2 separate regions of the Triticum aestivum genome follow, and region 2 is linked to region 1. A link is a contact called in public Hi-C data. All regions are on one chromosome and are shown on one strand. Each heading gives the region's core, a stretch centred on a gene start, on an enhancer-like site or on the middle of the called end of the contact. The rest is flanking DNA. Distances are from core to core; before and after follow the strand shown. Region 1 holds the start of LOC123081846. Region 2 holds the start of LOC123085498 (receptor-like protein kinase HERK 1).

The links. Hi-C and Micro-C count contacts between places; a contact is called where the count stands out from the background.
Region 2: a Hi-C map of leaf shows a contact between it and region 1, with 5 times the contacts expected there. The contact joins the promoter of LOC123085498 here to the promoter of LOC123081846 in region 1. A contact is called at or near these places in 3 of 5 Hi-C or Micro-C datasets (all in leaf).

What each region holds. Positions count from the first base shown.
Region 1 is chr4A:115,495,467-115,499,230 of IWGSC CS RefSeq v2.1, reverse strand. LOC123081846 reads right to left here and starts at 1,572. Exons shown (of 2, transcript XM_044504360.1): 1 at 757-1,572; 2 at 1-342. The coding sequence starts at 1,196. It overlaps LOC123085496 (DNA (cytosine-5)-methyltransferase CMT2), which reads right to left. Exons shown (of 21, transcript XR_006439788.1): 18 at 3,640-3,683; 19 at 3,486-3,547; 20 at 3,292-3,395; 21 at 2,018-2,614.
Region 2 is chr4A:115,707,842-115,711,375 of IWGSC CS RefSeq v2.1, reverse strand. It overlaps LOC123085498 (receptor-like protein kinase HERK 1), which reads right to left and starts at 1,317. Exons shown (of 1, transcript XM_044507140.1): 1 at 1-1,317. The coding sequence starts at 1,059.

The sequences.
Region 1 (3,764 bases), core at 323-2,822:
TCGGAGTTCCATTCAATATCTTCTTTTAGCGGCACCATCTTGTTTTCCACATCATCGTTGTTATTGTCCTCTAAGATCCAAGGTCCATTAATCTCGTGTTGGTAGAAACGCGTTGCGGCCCACAAAGTAGATTCATCAAGCTCGATAGTATGCTTTAGTACCCAATCTATTGGACCGCTTGATTCACTGAGGTTCCAAACACGAAGAAGGTTATTGTACTTGTGAATTGTCACAAAGTACACCCCTTTTTCCGACTTCCCAAGATAAGGACATGCATGTTTGCTTTCCTCAAAATCTATTGGTGTATTAAATACCCGGTATTTACCATCTGATAAAGATATCCTACAAAACACAAGTTTATTCGCTAAAATATGTTAATAGTCTAAAATATTACTCCCTCCATTTCAAAATATAGTGCGCCCGTGCTTCCCGAGGTCGAATTTTGACCATAAATTTAACGAACGAGACCGACTGCGGCGGGAGAAAAAGTTATATAATTAAAAATTTCTTTCGAATACGAATTCACTGATATAACTTTTGCTCCCGCCGCAATCGATCTTGATAGTTAAATTTACGGTCAAAGTTGAAGCACGGGGATAGAGGAAGCACTACATTATGGAATGGATGGAGTATAGATGATATAAAAAAATCCATGAATAGAAAGTAAAAAAGATTATATAAATTAGTAAAAAAAAACATATCAACACTATAATTGAAGGAGTTTTGTAGTTATGCACTTCGATCTAGAATGCATACCTTGCAACAAATGCACCACGGCAATGGACGTAAAGCGCGCCTCGCCAATACACACTGTAGCGCCATCTTGGGCCCCATTCCATGGGTTGTACCGCATCCAGTTGCATACTGGCCATCGTCTTGACAGCCTCTCCTTCCCGGACAAATGACCTCTCCTGCCACTCTCCAGTGGCCGATGAGAACACAGGCAGCGTCCATTGTGACTGTGGCCATTCCGTCAAACGATGCAAGTCATCCATGGAAGGTTCTCCAGCCGGTTCATCTTGGCCCTCATTCTCTACGTCCTCCTCGCCGACCGACATGTCATCCAGCAAAGACAGAAACTCAATGAGGTCGAACTTCTTGGGCTTCTCGGGCTCGCGGCGGAACAGCAACACCTCGTAGCCACGCGATAGGGCGGGGTCGAAGACGAGATACGGGACGTAGTCGTTGGCGTCCATGCGCGGGAGACGCTCCCACCGCCTCGTGGCGGGGTTGGCCACGCAGTACAGCCAGGCGTTGCCGTAGAGCAAGAGCCCGTTGCAGTGGTCCAGGATGGAGTTGTACCCCCGGCTATATAGTCGGGGAGGAAGTCGAGGTCACCGTAGTCGACCGCCGGGCGGCGCGCCGAGGGACGGGCGAAGAACCGTGGCCGCCAGTAACCGATGTAGTTGAGGAAGACGCCGCGCACCGAGTGTGGCAGGGGATGCGCGGGGACGCCGGCCGGCGCGTCTTCCGGCGGAGCCATTTCTGCTTGCTGCGGATCATCCATGGCTTCCGCAGTGGCCTAGCTTGGATCTTGGGTTCTTGATGCGGAGCGGATCAGCGGAGGCGCGAGTCAACTGCACGCGGCGTGCTTGGGCGGGATATCAACTCAGGTTATAACGAAACTAGAATCCTTATAGCCCGGCTGCTGTGCTGACGATGCCCAAAGACCCAATGCACGGGATCGGATCGTATCATCCGGCCATCCGGGTAACATGATAATTATTGGAGGCTGATTAGTTGGCATACCGATCGGTTCTCGTTCCTGGAGTATTTCCATTGGCTTGATCAGATCGCACCCAAAAAGGAAGAAAGAACAAAAGATCTCGATTCTTGACATGAGTTTTAATTATCGTATCAAGTTCTGTTTTAATGCGTATGCAATTGAGACGTAAAAGAGAAAGGCAAAAAATCCAGGAAACCAGTTTTACATCACTTGTTGAAGATGCTCTTAGGCGTTTCTTACATTCACTCACAGGAAAATACATACAAGTATATATAGAACACCACCAACACGTCAGAAGGTGTACATTTTATTCCCCTGACCACTCAGCTTGTCTATACATACATACATACATACATAGTCTTTATAGTACAACAAAGGCAGAGGAGATCCACTGCAGCCACCTACACCTGCCCATGTGAGCTTCTAACAAATGTATGTGACAAAGTTATGATACCTACATTCTTTTACAGTACAACACAAGGTTCTCTCAGGACAAACCATACTGAGCAACTTACACCTGCCTACAGGAACTTCTAAGAAACTAAGATGTTACAAGGTACAACATGGCAATAAAATGAATCAAGACTTATGTTAAAATGCGCATGCCCTAACGATATTCACGAGTCCTAATGATATTCACGACCATGAGGTACCCAGCTTTTCTAGCGGAGAATGAACGGAGATGACGAGACTTAAACCCAGGTGGAAAAGTCAACCGTTAGGTTTTGCCAGTCTGACTAAGGAGTGCCTTCTATATGAGAGAATGCAAACTTGGGTGGTAGCTCCATGAGGGGATCATTTCCAGTCTTGTTCAGGTTGGCCATGGCCAAGGCATACCCAAGTGCACGGCCAACGGGTACGGCCACAGCATTTCCAATCTGGCGATACCTGCAGCCAGGCTCATCACATGTTAACATTATGCTACAGGCCACTATCTAAATATCATATAATCTTATGTACACTAAAAGATACCCCACACGTTGCTGCAGGAAATCATTAGAAACAGTTAGAATTCATATTGAGTATGGCGTATGGACTATGCTGAGAATTCTATATGACGACCTCAACAAATGACCTATATGAAAAGAGTGGTGGCGGTGTCGTTGCGCAGAGGCAAGGAGATTATGGGCAGCGAGGCCGAGGATGAGGGCGGTATATGTGCAACCAATGGGGAGGGAGAAGATAAGGCATGCAGCAAAGGGAAGGGGAAAAGACCCTGCATTAAGCATATGAGTCAAATTTTGTCATACATTTGGCAATTTCAAATCTTGCCAATTTTTGGTAAGTTTGGTTGGCTAAGTACGTTGGTGACCAACCAATTGGTAGCCAATTTTTTGGCTTGCCTAAAGATTGGCAAGCCAATTGCAATTAGTGGACCTGATGACGTGGCTTAAGAAGATGGAAGGAAAATAAGTTTAGTGGGGATGCATGACTTGCTGATGTTGCAAGGCTGCATGGATGGGAAAAAAAGTAATGGGTTCCAACTATCTCAGAATAGAGTATTACAAGAAATTGAAGCGCTCAACCCTGACGTGACAACTTACAGAAACAATGTAAACAAGTACCTGTCTTTGACTGTTCCACGAAACCTGTAGCTATCAGGAAAACCTTGCAATCGAGCACTTTCACGAACAGTGAGCAGTCTGTCCTGCGCAGGATGTATCAAGGCCTGAAACATATTCTCTTAGTTTCTTATGAGATATTTTAAAGTTATGAGCCAAGTGAATAAAGAAGATGGAATCATAGGTAACCTGCATACAAATATTTGGACACGTCAGCACAGTTCCGACTACCTCATCCCACCATAGTCGACCAAAAGGTCTACAATATATCATACAAGAGACAGTTAAATCAGAAACAAGAAACCATATCTATGAAACAGCAGTGTACTACTAAAATCAATTGAAACCAACCTTAAGCATCTACCATCCTCGTATGTCAGTACACAATCAAGCACCTGAAATGAAAATATGAAACCACAACCTGGCAAGTTTTAAATTGCACATACAGAGAAGTATGGTGTATCTTAAGCATCTTA
Region 2 (3,534 bases), core at 68-2,567, 210 kb before region 1:
CGGTATGGACAGCCGGTTGAACGTGTCACGCGAAATCTCGTAGTTTTCGAGCACCACCGACCCGCCGACGTAGACGTTGAAGGCCATTCCCATGGCCGCCTTGCTGACGATGTCGCACCAGTGGAACCGGAGCAGGTAATCCGACCCGGCCGGGGCGTCGAACCTCCAGCTGATGTTGAACTGCACGTTGATGGTGCTGGTCTCGCCCGCCGTGCTCAGCCTCGTCGCCGTCGCGTAGACCTCCGCCGGCGCCGTGTACGCGGAGGAGAGCGCCGACTTCTCGTCGTATTTGATCGTCAAGGGCTTGGCGTCTTTATGCTGCGCTAGGTTGGTGTTGAGCTGGAAGCTCTGGTCCGGCAGCCACGTCCTCCCCAGCGTGTCGTTGCCGGGCGTGATCTTGGGGACGCCCATGTTGATCCGGTGGATCGTCTCCAGCGCCTGCGTCGACAGCCCGGTGTACTGGACGGCCCCGCCCACCATCCTGGCCGTGTCGGCGATGAGCTCGTCGGGGACCGACACGACCTCGATGGCGTTCACGAACGCGAGCTTCCCCGTCGGCGCGAAGGCGATCACCAGCGTGGCACCGGTGACGTTCAGCGAGAACTCCCTGAGCTCCGCCGTGCCGTTCTTGGGCGCGTACCCGTTGACGAGCACCGCGCCCTGCACGGACACGTTGAACGCGGCGTCCGCGGCCATGTCGTAGGACCGGTACGGGAAGGGGAAGAAGTGGAGGCGCACGAAGTGCCGGCCGGGCTGCTTGACGGCGAACGTGTAGGAAGCCGGCGCGGTGAAGACGCGCGCGGACCGGTAAAGCTGCGACTCGCCGGACGGGACGACCGCGGTCAGCGACGTGTTGGCCTCGACGCTCTGCGGCGCGGCCAGCGACTTGGCGGGCAGACGGGCGTCCCCGACGAACGTCCGTCCCGCGGCAACGGTGGCGCTCGCCGACGTGCCGCAGAGGACGAGGTAGGTGTCCGCGGGGGTAAACGCGCCACTGGCTGCGCCGAGCAGCACGGACGCGACGAGGAGCCGCACGAGCATGTCAGGAACCGGCGGCATGGTGCAAGAATTCCGGCCAAAGCATCGGCGATCGGCACGGGGCACTAGAAGGAGGCCACGGAGGTCTTCATCGACAGGGATGGCGGCACAAACCAGAGAGCATCACCAGAGTGCACGATTGCTTTTGTAGAGGTGGTGTTGAGAGTTGACACTTGTTGCTTGAAACGAGATGAGCAGAGGGAGTTAGCGACTGCTGCTAATACCCACAGGAAGGACAGTGAATCGATGCTTGGTTTTGACGAGCTCTTGGATGTGGTGGGGGTATTTGATTAGCTGGGGAGCACTGCGTATTGCGGTGTCATTTTCTCAGGATCTCATCTCAGGTGGAGAGATAGGCTTGAATTTCATATATTATCGGGAGCTTTTTCCTTGTTTGCGGGGGAATTCAGGAGCTTTCTAATGCCGTCATTTTCTTGGTTTACAGATTGTCTGGCATATATTCGATTCGGTAAATTTCTCGTGTGATCCTCTCTGAAGAAACGTCAACATGTATATTGTTAAACAAAGACAAGGCGAAAGTTTTTTGCGACGTGTGATGAACGGACCGGGTGCCTCCTAGGCTCTTTTACTGTCAAGTGTCAACAACTGGGTTCTTATTGTCATGTTCCGTGGCACTAGGAATTACTGTACTGTAGTACCAACACTGAGGCCAGAGAAAAGGTTCGACGAGAGCAGCAGGCACCTTTTCTGTTGTGGCCTCCCGGGACATGTCAAATCCCACGGTGACACACTCGCAGATGAAAACGACTGCGAGGAAAATCCACGCATTTTGTCGTGTGAATCGTGTGGCCCTTTGTTTAGGAACGTAAAGGGGAACGATTTGTTCCCTCGACCATTGTGCTGTGGCTCGGCTCGGTGGGAAGGAAAGGGCCGAGGAAGTCTCCAACCACCTCCGTCGACCACCGCACGCGACCGGAGCAGCCGTCGTTTTCGTACCACCGTCGTGCGCGCCACCACGACCGGGCGCAATTCGTACATTCCTTTTCTTTTCCCGGCCGGTGGTGTATGTACGCGTCTCGGGCGCTTACTGGACAGCACTCCTGCTGAGATGGCCAACATTCAGTCTCATCTCTGGACTTTGCAAGGGAAAACGTATACTCCAGCGCAAGTGTGAGACACTAGTACAGTGTGAACAACTTGATCTCGTACGATGGCGGCGTCACTGCGGATTAGAAGATCATCATCAAGGCGATCAAGATGGTATGTTCCTGTACTCCTGTACACGCAGGTGTAGGGACGCTGTCATCGTGTTCGTGTACGTAGGAGACAGAAAGGGGGATGCACGGGGTGGGCATCCATCTACCACACGGCAGGATAATGTTGCAAGTAGAGGCATGATTGGCATCGCCGTCGCCGTCGATACGGTACGCGTCGGCGCGGCGACGGAAGCATGCATCGCATTCGAGGGCCAGCTGTGTGCTACAGCTGCATGCAGCGCCCCCGGGTTGACCCGATCGCTTTGGGGAGGGAAGGAGCGAACCAACGGCTGGAGGTGGAGGTGGGGATGAGCGTGGCGGAGAGGGACGGGTTACGCGGTGCCGGTCCAGCCCGTTTCCCTTGACCCGGTCCCTCCACGGCGTACTTGAATATTAGGTACTGGATCGCGTACGTGCGCGCTCCTGTTTTCTTTGGAGATGTGGTCGCCTAATAATGAGTTCGTGTTCGATTGCTTGCGTTGGTGATCGAGTTGATGAATGTTGGCTTGGTCTTTCCGGAGTGCACGGCTCCACGTTGTGGGACGCCATGTCGCCGTCTCTCTAACAACCAACACAAAACAGAGTTGGTGACCCGCAGAAATGGAAAAAACAAAAAGAGTTGATCAAGTGAGCTGTTACATCGGGGATGCGTGTAGGAACGTGGTTACTAGGAAGGAGTATAATACTCTCAGGTCGGATGACCATGGGACAAGTGGCACATTTTTTTCTTCAAGCTTTTCGAAATTGGAATTCTTGTTTGGGGAGAGCGGCAGCTCCAACGCTCACTTGTAAATTTGCTCTCGTATCCATCTGCGGGCAGGGACCAGTCTACGGACATGAATTCAACATACATTTCAAATTAAGTTTCAACTAAGCAGACAAAATTATACAAACACGGTGGATTTTTATATAAACCTGTCGAAATTCATTATATTTCAAACTTTTTTCATAAAAAAGCAGCCGGACCCTTAACCTATCCTACGGCGGTGCCCTCGTTCACTTTCTTTGTATTCCGCATCGACAACCACGTCCTCCACCTACCATCTACATGAACGGCGGCGGGATTCAAGACCCGTGAAGTGAACATGGGAGACATACCGGCCCACTTGGGACACAATGCCCTGCCGCCTCCCATGTCCTACACATCCTCGGAGGAGTCCGCAACCAGTTCGTCGCTGGCGTCGGTGGACATGAGGTCGATGATGGACGTGGATGGCCCGTTACTGTCGACCTGCCACATGCGCCCTCGAAAGTTGGACGACGACGTTTGAGTTCTCGA